Regions from separate parts of the Mus musculus genome. Here region 2 is linked to region 1. The links are chromatin contacts, called in public Hi-C maps. All regions are on one chromosome and are shown on one strand. The core of a region is the stretch at or near the end of the contact, and the rest is flanking DNA. Distances in the headings are between cores, read along the strand shown. Region 1 overlaps Sumf1 (sulfatase modifying factor 1). Region 2 overlaps Itpr1 (inositol 1,4,5-trisphosphate receptor 1).

Region 1 (5,973 bases), core at 902-3,401:
ACTTTTTCAATCTCTATTTTCAGTGTTGTGGTTCAAATTTACGAACATTTTTGTTGTCTTTCTACCAATTTTTTCATTTATTTACTTTACATCTTGATCTCAGACCCCTTCTCTTTTCAGTGGCCCTCATACAACACTTCTCCCCATCCCTTCATCTCTGAGAAGGATGAGGTCTTCTCTGGTTACCAACCCACACTGACACCTCAAGCCACTGCTAGACTAGGTATATCCTCTCCCAATGAGGCCAGACAAGACAGCTGAGTTAGGGGGACAAGATCCATAGATAGGCCACAGAGTCGGAGACAGCCCTTGCTTCTTGGGGGACCCACATGAAGACCAAGCTGTGTTCCTCCTGTGTAAATGGGGGTAGGGGTGTGGCTAGGTGCAGCCCTTGTATGTTGTTTGGTTGATGGTTCAGTCTTTGGGAACCCCCAATGGTCAGGTTAGTTGACTCTGTTGATCTTCTTGTAGAGTTCGTATCCTTCTGGGTCCCTCAGTCCTTTCCTCAACTTTTCCATAATACTTTCTGAGCTTTGTCAAATGTTGGGCTGTGGGTCTCTGCATCTGTTTCAGTCAGTTGCTGGGTGGAGCTTCTAAGGGGACATTTATGCTAGGCTCCTGTCTGCAAACATAACAGAGTATCACTAGTCGTGTCAGGGATTGGTTCTTGTCCATGGGATGGATTTTAAGTAGGGCCATTTCCTCAGTCTCTACAACATCTTTGTCTCTGCACTTCTTGAAGGCAGGACAAATTTTGTTTCAAAGGTTTTAGGGCAAATTTGTACAACCACTCTGAAAATCAGTTTTGTGGTTTCTCAGAAAATTGGGAATAGTTCTCCCTCACAACCCAGCTATACTCCTCATAGGTAAATACCCAAAAGATGCTCCACAGTACCCTGAGGACACTGACTCCACTATGTTCATAGCAGCTCTATTTATAACAGCCAGAAACTGAAACAACCCAGATGTCCCTCACCCGAAGGGATTGAGAAGAAAATGTGGTTGATTTACACAATAGAATACTACTCAGCTGTTAAAACAAAGACATCATGAAGTTTGTGGACAAATGGATGGAACTAGAAACTATCATCCTGCGTGAGGTAATCTAGATCCAAAAGGACATGTGTGGTGTGTACTCACTAATACGTGGATATTAACCATAAAGTACAGAATACCTAGGATATAATCCACAGATTCAAAGAAGCTAAATAACAAGGAAGGCCCAAGGGAACATGCTTGAATTTCACTCAGAATGGGAAATAAATTGTCATTGGATGGAGGGAGGAAGGGAACTGGATGGGAGAGGAAGAGGAGGGGAACTGGTGGGGGTGAGATATAGGGAGAGCAGGGGTGGAATGCAGGGCTGGGGACTTTAGATAAAAATCGGCTTGGGGAAGCACCATCTCTAGGAAGTACTAGACACTTGGGATGGGGGTAGTTCCAGGGAGTCTGTGAGGGTGACTCTAGCTGAGGCTCCTTGTAGTGGGGGACATGGAGCCTTAAGTGGCCACCTTCTGTAGCTAGGCAGGGCTTCCAGTGAAGGGATAAGGACATCAACTCACAAAACACTCCACCCAAAATTTTTCGTTGCTTTTACTGTGTGTGTGTGTGTGTGTGTGTTTTGTGCCTTTACTGCCCTCTTGGAGCCTTTAATTTGTAAACTTTTGTGGGTGGAGGTCAAACCTAGAGTCTTATACATGATAAGCAAACACTATATCACAGAGGTCTACGTTCTATGTGTATTACTTGTTCCTTGAATTACCCCTGTCTTTCTTTTCCCTTAAGTTAAAAATTGTATTCATTTTGTCTCTTGAGTTTCTGAAATAAAAGTAATATTGATAAAATGATTTTTTCCTTTAATTTCCACTTCTTTATTGACTTTGGCACATATGTGTATTTTTTGAGAACACTTTTGCCTATAATTTTATGACTACTTCATTTTGCAACAGCATGTTGTGGGTGTGTACACGTGTGCATGTGTGTATGTGTGTGGCACACTATTATTCTCCATTATTATCCCATGTTTAGATGTGGTTGTACCAGAAGGTTAGTTTCAATATGGTAATGTGGAGAAGTGGTAGAGTTTAAGTAGACTATTGAGACGCACTTTCACTTTCAATATGAGGAGGTAATTAGGTCACTGGGGAGACAGCCTACCGACGGGATTGATGACCTTATAAGCCTTGTTATAAAAGGGCAAGCCTGGGCTGGAGAGACGGCCCACTCAGTAAGCTGCTTGTCTGAGAACATGAAGATGTGAATTTGATCCCCAGATCCCATGTGAAAAAGCTGGCTTCAGTAGTTCATGACTATAACTTTAGAACTTGGGAGACAGGCAGCAGGATTCTTGGTGCTTGGCCTGCCTGTCTAACTTGGTGAGCTCCAGGCCACTTAGAAATTCTATCTGAAGAAAGACATTAAGCGAATGGGGAAGACACCTGACCTCTGGCCTCTAGAACTACATCCATGAATGGAATCATTAGCTATGGACTCATCCTCTTTTTTTTCCCCTCATTTGTGATGATAGGGAATGAGCTTTTTATATGGTAGACACTGAACTGCACTCCCAACCCAAACTAGTTTTCTTTAAACATTACCCAGCAGCTCATATTTTGTTGTAACACCGGGAAAACAACGGGCGCCATCTCTGTTGCTCACTATGAACGTTTGGTGAGTTTTAGAAGGAGGTGTGTCTAGAGCAGCTTTGTAGCTCTGCTCAGATCCTTCCTGCCCTGTCTCCCTCCTGTTACTCTGCTTTGGTGAGGTGGTTTCTGGTTGGTTTGAGATTCTGTGCTGGAAGGGAACCATGGTGGGTCAGTGTCAAGAGTTTGTGGGACAAGAGTCCTGGAAAGTCGGCGTGTGAAAGAGTAATTCATTGGACCCTTGCTGGTGAGGGAACTGATCTTAGGAGCAGCTCAGGTAGAGGGGCTGCTGTGACCACCTGCTGTGACTACCCACCATCATTTCTGTGGTCAGGTATTAGCGAGCTTCCTCTGGGAGGTCCGTGGACACCATCCTTCTCGCTTGTTCCAGGGCTCCTTGTGTGGTAGGAGTTCTCTGGCTTCTTGTATCTTCTGTGCTGCTTGTCTTTGTTGTCATGCGGGCTCCTGTAGGCATTTCATAAATGTTTACCTTACTAGGGTTCATCCCAGAAGGTGGGGCGAATGCACCAGAGGGTTATTTGTTTGTTTTTGTTTTGAGATAGGCTCTCTCTGTGTAGCTCTGCCTGTCTGGAACTCACTCTGTAGGCCAGGCTGGCTTCAAACTCAGAGACGCACCTGGCTCGGCCTTCCAAATGCTGGGATTAAAAGTGTACACCCTCCTGCCCCACTTTGCATTGTGTTATTTACTCCTGTGTCTCTAGTACAGTGACGGTCACTCAGTAGGTGGTTATTATGTATCTGGCAGAATGAAAGCTTATCATTCAGGTGTTGGATTAGAACATTTAGTTCTTGGAAGGGCAGAGCTCAGACCTGGTATGACCTGTTTATCTCTCAGGCTGCAAAGACAGCTCTTCTTTGGTTTGAGATGCTGGTTTGGTGATCCGGGTTGAGGCGGGTTCAGAGCTCCAGAGTTATTTGGAAAGGGAAGTCTAGGGCTAGATGACTGGATAAGATAAAGTACTTCTGTCATTTGTGCTGGATTGAAAAGAGTAGTTGTTTGCTTGACTCAGGAGTCAGTGTGTGGCATGAGCTCAGGAAGACAACTGTGATAACCCTGGAAGGGGAGAGCGCAGTGTCATAGGATAGCAGTTGCTTTCCTCCAACCTGGCTAAGGCTCCTGATAGGATGGGGGTGCAGGAGGTAAGTGGGCGAGCACAGAGCCTGTGTACAGTGCACTTGCATTTATTTTCAAGGCCTAGGTCTTTTAAGGCTCAACGTGGATCAAGGAAAAGAATGAGTATAACCTCAGTCCCCCAATGGAATGTTGGTCTTTATATCATACACTCCCTTATAGAAACAAGGTAGATTACAGACTAAAAATTCATATGTGTCAGGTGAATGCCTTTAATCCCAGCACTTGGGAGGCAGAGGTAGGTGGATCTCTGAGTTCCAGGAGAGCCAGTGCTACACGGAGAAACCCTATCTCAAGAGACAACCCCTTCAAAAAAAAAAAAAAAGGAAATAAGAAAGAAATGTGTATATGTAAATAAGAATTTACAGTGGGCCGCTCCACATCTGTAACCCCAGCATTCAGGAGGCAGAGGCAGGATCACAGGTTGAAAGCCAGCCTGAGCTATATAGCAGTGCCCTATTTAAAAAAAATAATGGGTAGAGGATATAGCTCAGTGGTAGTGCACATATATCTTTGGATTAGATCTCAGGACTGTGAAAGAGCAAACTCAAGAACAGAGTGGGAGAGATGATGTTTCAGTGGATGGGATTTTCAAACTCTCCTCCAAGCAATCTTTTCTGTATATGCTTATTTTTCAGGGTCAATGTTTGAAGGCAGAGCTCTCTACACACACCATATACACACTCTATTGTGGAGATGCACAGCCCTCTGTAGCTGGGCTTTGCTACTTTGTGGGGTCTTCTTTTTCCTACCCTTTATCGTTCTGGGTTTACCCATGTCACTAGATAGAAGAGAAAGCAGGGGTTGGGGGGGAGTGGATTGAGGGAGGAAGGAAGGAAGGGGAGGGGAGAGAGAGAGAGAGAGAGAGAGAGAGAGAGAGAGAGAGAGATCTGAATCTGATGTCTTTTCTTGTTTCTTCTTTGACCATAACTACTAACAAACCGCAACCAACCCCCTGAATGATCAACAACTACCTACCCCACTTATCGGGGCCCTAGCATTTTCGTATCCCCCGAAAAGTTCCCAGAATTCTAAACATCATACAATCACAGAAACTATCATCAGCTGGCTGAAGGTTTTAAAGAAACCAAAATTCCAGAATTCTCACTGCAGCCCTCCATGTGGAGGTAATTTCTGTGTTGTAGTCATAGTTACTCTTCTGCTATTGTGCTAAGACACTGTGACTGATGCTACTTATAAAAGATAGAGTTTATTGGGGCCTATAGTTTCACAGGATGGGTTCATGATCATCGTGATAGGGAGCAGGGCAGCAGGATGGCAAATGGAGTTGGCTTTTGAAACCTCAAAGCCCTCTTCCTTCTCCAAGTTCCTCCCTCCAGGCCACACCTCCTCATCTTTTCTAAGTAGTTCCACAAACCAGGGACCAAACCTTCAAGTATATGTACCCAGGAGGTCGTCCTCATTCACAGCACGACAGCTGGCCTGTATAAGTGGTTCCGTCAACTTGCTGGCTGTGCATGGGATGCAGACTTTTCATGAGTACTGTCACGTTGTTTAAAGATGGGACATGCTCTCACCTATTTGCACATCCTGTTAAAGTTTTTTTTTTTTTTTTAGATACTTTTTTTTCTTACTCCTTTTAAGCAGTCACCCAAATCAGTACCATTCCCTGTGTCTCTCTCCATCTCAACTGGAAATGAGTAAAATCAGTCCAGTGTCAGCTACTGTCGGCTGCACGAATTCCTTGAGCTGTTCTTACAGGGTGCCTGCAATGCTCCACCCTGCCAGGGTTTCTATTCTTCCTGTGAAGACCTGAAGTGTGATGGGTGCTAATTGTGAGTATAACGTTCCAGTATGGGGGGTTTCAGTAAGAGCTGAAACAAACATTTGTTGGTTTCACCCTATATTTCATAAATATTTGTGAAATCTGTTTGAAAAGGCATGTATTGTTCTCTTAAGTGCAGTCTGTGAAGTCATCAAGGTCCTGACTTAGGATTAATCAGAGGTCATGCATCTGACCTACCTACCTTCCCATTGTGATGATGGCTTTGTTTCCGCCCTTTATTAGAGCCTCGTTCTGATGTTCAGTGTGGGTACAGGTTGCTGAAGCCAGAGACATTTCAGTCACTACAATCTCCCTTCTATTTGATTCTTCCAGTTGTTAGATTCTCCTTTGGTTATTTATACTTTGTGGATCTGAGTAGATCTGAAAGTGCT
Region 2 (5,973 bases), core at 1,810-4,309, 160 kb before region 1:
CTTGAAAATGTCCTCTCAAACCAAATAACACAATGTCTGGAAATGACATCACGTTAATCAAGTCCATGAAGCAAGGTGCTGGCTCGTCACTGCTGAAGGTCGGCGCTGCACGTCCGACCGTTCTCCAGTCTCCAGGTTTTACTCTTTGTTCAATAGAAAGTCTTAAAAACCACCTTTGAAATTTATTTTCAAGCTTACACTTTTTAACCAAACCCAAAGAATTCACTTGGTTCAAGGAGGTTTTGGCTTGTTTGTTTGTTTTGTTTTGAAGCTGTAATTCAACATAAAGGGAATGAGAGAAGGTTGTGGGGGGAAAAAAAGGAATGCTGGATGGATCTATCCAATAAAAAGAATCTAACACATGGACACATGGAGAGTCGGGGGTAGAGCGAGAAAAGTCACATTTGTGACACAAACAACACTGTAGGCTTTGGGGTGAAAACTCTTGCTATATTGAACTCATTTCACCTCTCAGAGTCAAAAGCAAAGAGATCTCACTGCACCAGGCCTGGTGTTTCAAAACCTGCAGCCTTAGCCACGCCAGCTTATAGCCACCAAAGGGCTTTGGAAGGCTTAAGGCAGCCTGGCATGAAAGGAGTTACATAAGTTACCAGGCTGGTCCTTCCCAGAGTCTCCTGGAAAAGTACACTTTTTTTTCACTACACAAAAGGAAAGTAGGCTGTTTCTGCCCCACGATGTGATGTGCCTTTCACTTAAAGTCAGTAAAACCTGGTTGCAGGCACCATGGGAAGCCTGAAGAGTGTCTGCATCACGGGGACACGGGGACACAAAAGCAAGCCGAGATGCGAAAGCCATCTAGCGAAGCCCTCGGCGGAGCTTGGCAGGTACAGGCCGCTGGCAGGGAAGGAAGATCACTGTGTACACAAAGAAAGAAGCCAGAGGAGTCAGTTGCTCGGGAGCCAGGCCCGTAGCCCCACAGATGATTTCCTCATCTGTGCAGTGGGTACGGACTGGAAATAGAAAAGGAACCAACAGCCGAGCAGAGCTGCCGCAGACGGCTTTGCCTCAGTTCTCCACAGGAAGAGAACAAGGATGCCTGCCCATGTATACTTTGCTATCCCTTTCTTTCCTGCTTGCTACTTAGAGAGACGATGAGAACCTAACCTGGACCACCCCAGGACTGTGCTCCACCCAGCACTCCGAGACAGCTCCTGTCAGGTGGGTGTGGGGCCATGCCCTCACCATTCAGAAAAGATCATTTTTAATCAGCACTCAAACTCATCAGCCTCACTGAGATATTTAAAGACAAACAGATCACTGGACTTTGTTCATTATCTATTTCGTCATTCTTTCTTCCCATCTCACTGTTTTCTTCTCCCAAGCAACCCCTTCCTAATTTCGTGTCACGTGGACAGATAGATTGAAATACGGATCCTACACATAAAGAAAACATGATTTTGCTTATCGCACCAACCTGCAGATAGACCCACCCCTTTTCCTGCGACGTACTGCACTCTCACTAGTATGTGCACCGCTCTTTCTCTATCTGTTCATCTAGGGTTGAGCCTCTATGCTGGTTCCGTATCTGATCCACTGTAACCAGCACATCACAATCCATGTCCCCAAGCATCTTGGTGGCGTGCTGGCTTAGATCCCTTTAGGTATGCACCCAGGAGTGGAAGAGCTGAATCACCGGGTAGTCCTATTTTTAGCTCTTGAAGGAACCTCTAGACTGATTTCCATAGCGATTGCTGCAGAAGTTACATTCCCACCAGTTGTAAATAAGGGCTCCTTTCCCCCACATCCTCACCAACATTTGTCATTTGCTTTCTTGATCGACATTCTGACCAGGGTGAGGTGGAATCCAAATCTAGTTTAAATGTAGTTTTCCCTTCTGGCTATGAAGGTTGAACTTTTTGATGTACAGCTGTTAACTCTTCATGTCTTCCTTCGATGCCTGTTCAATTCATTTGCCCATTTATTGACTGAATGATGATTTTTCAAGGACTTAAACTTTTTACTTTGTTATATATTCTAGGTATTGATCTCCAACTGTACGTGTCACGTGCATAGCTCGCAAAGATTTTCTCGCAGCCTGTACGCTCGTCTCTTGACTCTATCACTTCTTCTACTGTGCCAAAGCTGTCTAATTCCATGCAATCCCATTTGTCAATACTTGGGATAATCTCCCGAACTACTGGAGTCACTTCGAGAAATGTCTTGCCTCTACTTATAACTTCAAGTGTTCCCCTCTGACGGTTTTAGAGTTTCTGATGTTATATTAAGGTTGTTGGTTCATTTTGAACTGAAGGGTGAGAGACAGGGACCTAGTTTCATTTTCCTACATGTAGATATGCAGTTTGCACAGTACCACATTTGATATTTGCACGTATTTATACCTACCCTCAGTGAACCTAACCCTAACTCTATGCCTAGCTAAACAGAAACTATTACATTGGGGCTCACTTTACAGACATCCAGTGTCTGCCCTGAAGATGAAAACTGTTTTCTTACTTTCTTTCATGACCTATGCTTCATGTGCTTACACATTATTTTTAGCCTAGCAAACACAGCCCACTACTAAAGCACTTTTCAAAAATTCAAAATATCTGCCAAGAAGAATGACTGTCAAAATTCTCCTACCACAAAGGTTTAGTACAGTCCTGCCTCAGATGTTGGGGCCTAATCACAAAGTCTCAAGAAGATGCTACAAATGATTCTAACATACAAATGGTGTGCTTTGAAGAACAGAGTTGCTCAATGCTATATGTATTTTGGGCACCATTAATAATCCCTTAGAGGTGAGGACTGCTTTGTACTAAAGGACGCTGCCAGGCTTTAGAGATGGTTATCTCCCAAAGAATCACAATGTAGAATCTTGGCTCCTAGTGCAAAGGTTGTGGTGAGGTCATGGGGCTTATGATAGTTAATCCTTACTGTCAAGTGGATTCAGAATCACCATGGAAACACGCCCCTGGATGTGCCTATGAGGGTGTTTCCAGAAATGCTTAATTGTGGAGGGAAAAGACCTACCCTAGATGTGGGTGGCACCATCCTACAGGTTGAGATTCAAAACAGAGGAAATGAGCTAAGAGCAGCACGCATCTGTCTACTCCCTGGTTCTGTTCTGACGTCTTTTTATCCTGATGGCACGCCTATAGCAACATGATGGACTGCAACCGTAAGTCATGGGCCAAAACAAACCTTTCTTTCTGGAAGTTCCTTTGTCAGGGATTTTGTTAGAGCAGTGAGAAACGGAGCTAATCTAGGGCTCCAGTCTCCATTCACCAAACAGTTGAATGTTATCTTTTAGGAGTGAATCAAATCTGGTAGATTCAATTAGTTCACTCAAGGAAGGCTGTTACAGAGGGAGGCTGGCTCTTCTCCAGTCTCCTGCTCTCTTGCCCTTCCAAGTGCCAGTTCTGCAGAGGATATTAAGCCCTTACAAACACTAGAATCATGAGCCAAATAAACCTTCTATCTCCTGAGCTAGCCAATCTCAGGCATTTTGATACAGCAATCTAGAAGAGGTGCTAAGCAAGCATCATCCTTGGGCTTTCAACCATAGTTGTCAATTGCACTCCACTCCTGCAGGAGTTGGCCAAATGTCCTCCGGGGGATGAAATCACTTCCCATGAGAATTGTAAAATTAAGCTTTCCTCCCCACTTTTTCTACAAACCAATGTCCTCCAGCTATAAAGGAGAAGGTGACTGATGAAGACAAGACTCGGGCATAGGGTATGTTAGAACCTTTAGAATGATGTCTCAGAAGCATCATGCCATCCAACATAATGAATGTAATTCACTTTCTAAAATTACTTCCCCCGTCTAAAACCCCATAGGGATGTGTTAGTCACTGGGGCAGCCTTCAAAGCAATGCAGTTCGTTGGCCCATCATTTGGGAAGTTGCATCATGAAGAATGCTTTCCATCCAGCTCTCCATGGTGGTTGCCATTGGGAGCAACTCTTAAGATTTTATACCACATGTCCTACCATATAGTAGATGGTACCAGGGTAGATGGATGGGCCTAGGAACCTTCATTTCTCATAAATTCTCCAGGTGACTCTGATTCAAGAGGCCGCAACATATTGAGAAACACACAATGTAAAGGTTGGCTGAGTTTTCAAAATACAGCACTTCTCAGATTGCACCATGCAGCCAGCTTGCCTGGAGATCTTGATAAAATATGATCTTTGATGTAGGCTCAGGAGAGTCCAGGCACCTATATTCCGAAAAAGATCCTGGTCTAAGACTCACTAAAGAACAGAACTGCCACAGACTTGAGTCACTAAGTCACTGCCAGCAATCAGGGTGGATCTCCCAGTCTAAGGACATCTTAAACAGTTTGTCAGTGCAAATGAGCAGATGCTTTGAAAACTACTATTACCCGCTGTAGAAAGAACTTCAGCCACATGTGTCAGCCCTTCATTTGGCCCATCTGTCTCTCCTGTTCCATTTCTTTAAAATGTACCCCCTCCATGAATACACCACTCTGGCCCTCTCCATGTCATTACAATTCTCAAGTATGTGCCATGTATCACCCTTCTGGGCCTTTACCAAGTAGGCTCTCTCTCTTGTAGAAACTGTATTCCACAACACCTTACCCACATCAGTACCACTACATGCCAAGGACTATCTTCACTCATCAATAACAGTCTGAACTCACCTCAAAGTCAAGTTCTCCAGGTTCTAAAGAAGCCTCTCCTGTCCTACATCCTACCCTGGAGAGCTTTTGTACTCTAGAACTGCCTTATAACTAGAATATATGTATGGGTATGTTAGATGTTAAAAACATATATGATACAATCAGAAAACACCTTTGACTTTCATCGTCCACTGTTGTTTTAAACTTCACCATGCCTCTGGTGAGAGGAAGAGTTGCTAAAGAGACAACTCAAGACATGAACAGTCTCTGGTCCCATGAGCAATTAAAGCTCCCAGTACTGTCTCAAGCTAAGACTCTACTACCTGCCTCCCTGGCTCTCTCCTGTCTTATATTTCCCTCCATTATCCTGAGGGCATTCCCGTGTTCCATCCTCTCTGGTTCCATCTGTATCGTAGAGCAAACTGAGCCACAGGAACACCTTTCACCCTTCTGGCCCCAAGGGCAGGAAATTAAAATATAAAGGCTAACTTCTTCATTCACGGACACACTTTTCCTAGATTTTTATTCAGAAAGAGTTGAAAAGTTATAGGAAGCTTACAAGGTAAACAGCATTAAACCTAGCACCAGCCTTTCAACATTTCACTCTTAGTGCATACGCATATGCATGTGTGTTGGGTTATGGTGGTAGAGCATTTGCTTATCACGAGTAAGACCCTAGCTTTGCTCTCTCACATACAGAGATATATGCACATATACAGATATGTACATAGTAATCTCATGTGTACATGAAATTATTTCCAGAATCTCACATCATGAGATTGAGTTGTATACATCATGCAAGATTTAATGTAAGATATATGTATTCCTGGACAGCTATCAGTTCCACCAAATTTAATGTTAATGGTGTTATGTTTATGTTACTTATGGTTCACATTCCCGTTTTGTCATTTAACTCAATGTTTTCCCAGCACTCTCTCTGACCTCCAGTTCAGGATCCAACTGAAGATCAGTACTGTACTTAGATACTATCTTTCAACAGCTATTTTTTGTCCAGACTAGGAAAAAAATAAAAAGAAAGAAAGAAAACATGTTTGTTCCTCCTTTGGGTTTATCTGATGTTTCCTTATGGTGAGATTCCAGCTGGAATACTACATACAGGATTTGGTTTCCTTCGCAGGGCCGCCCATCTGAAGACTCCCAGTGGCCATCTGTTCTCACTGGCACTTCCACAGGCATCTTGGTGATCAGGCTGACATTGCTAGAGGTCCCTCCCCTGCATTCCCATATCTGAAGCACAGCATCTGTTCCTTAGGAGCCTGAGCCTTCCTCCCATAGGCTCCACCTCCTGTGGTGCTTTCTTCACAGCTATAGGATTCCTAGACCAGTTCCCTCACTTGTACCCATT

Evidence for each region. Hi-C and Micro-C count contacts between places; a contact is called where the count stands out from the background.
Region 2: a Hi-C map of CD4 T cells shows a contact between it and region 1, with 1.8 times the contacts expected there. The contact joins two enhancer-like sites. A contact is called at or near these places in 3 of 484 Hi-C or Micro-C datasets (CD4 T cells, bone marrow-derived macrophages and regulatory T cells), 3 of 115 datasets of contacts at active chromatin or transcription factors (bone marrow-derived dendritic cells, effector CD8 T cells and embryonic stem cells) and 2 of 9 other capture datasets (adipose tissue and liver).

Annotation. Positions count from the first base shown.
Region 1 is chr6:108,161,264-108,167,236 of GRCm38.p6, reverse strand. All of the region lies in intron 3 of Sumf1 (sulfatase modifying factor 1), which reads left to right. Among named protein-coding and RNA genes, the nearest start is that of Sumf1, 21 kb to the left of the region's middle. Within about 2 kb of position 2,151, at least 43 of the 459 cell types and tissues checked have an H3K27ac peak or open chromatin away from gene starts, as enhancers often do. A contact at or near this core is called in regulatory T cells, where this site is marked.
Region 2 is chr6:108,321,692-108,327,664 of GRCm38.p6, reverse strand. The region is part of intron 4 of Itpr1 (inositol 1,4,5-trisphosphate receptor 1); the gene reads right to left. Among named protein-coding and RNA genes, the nearest start is that of Itpr1, 110 kb to the right of the region's middle. Within about 2 kb of position 3,059, at least 17 of the 459 cell types and tissues checked have an H3K27ac peak or open chromatin away from gene starts, as enhancers often do. A contact at or near this core is called in regulatory T cells, where this site is marked.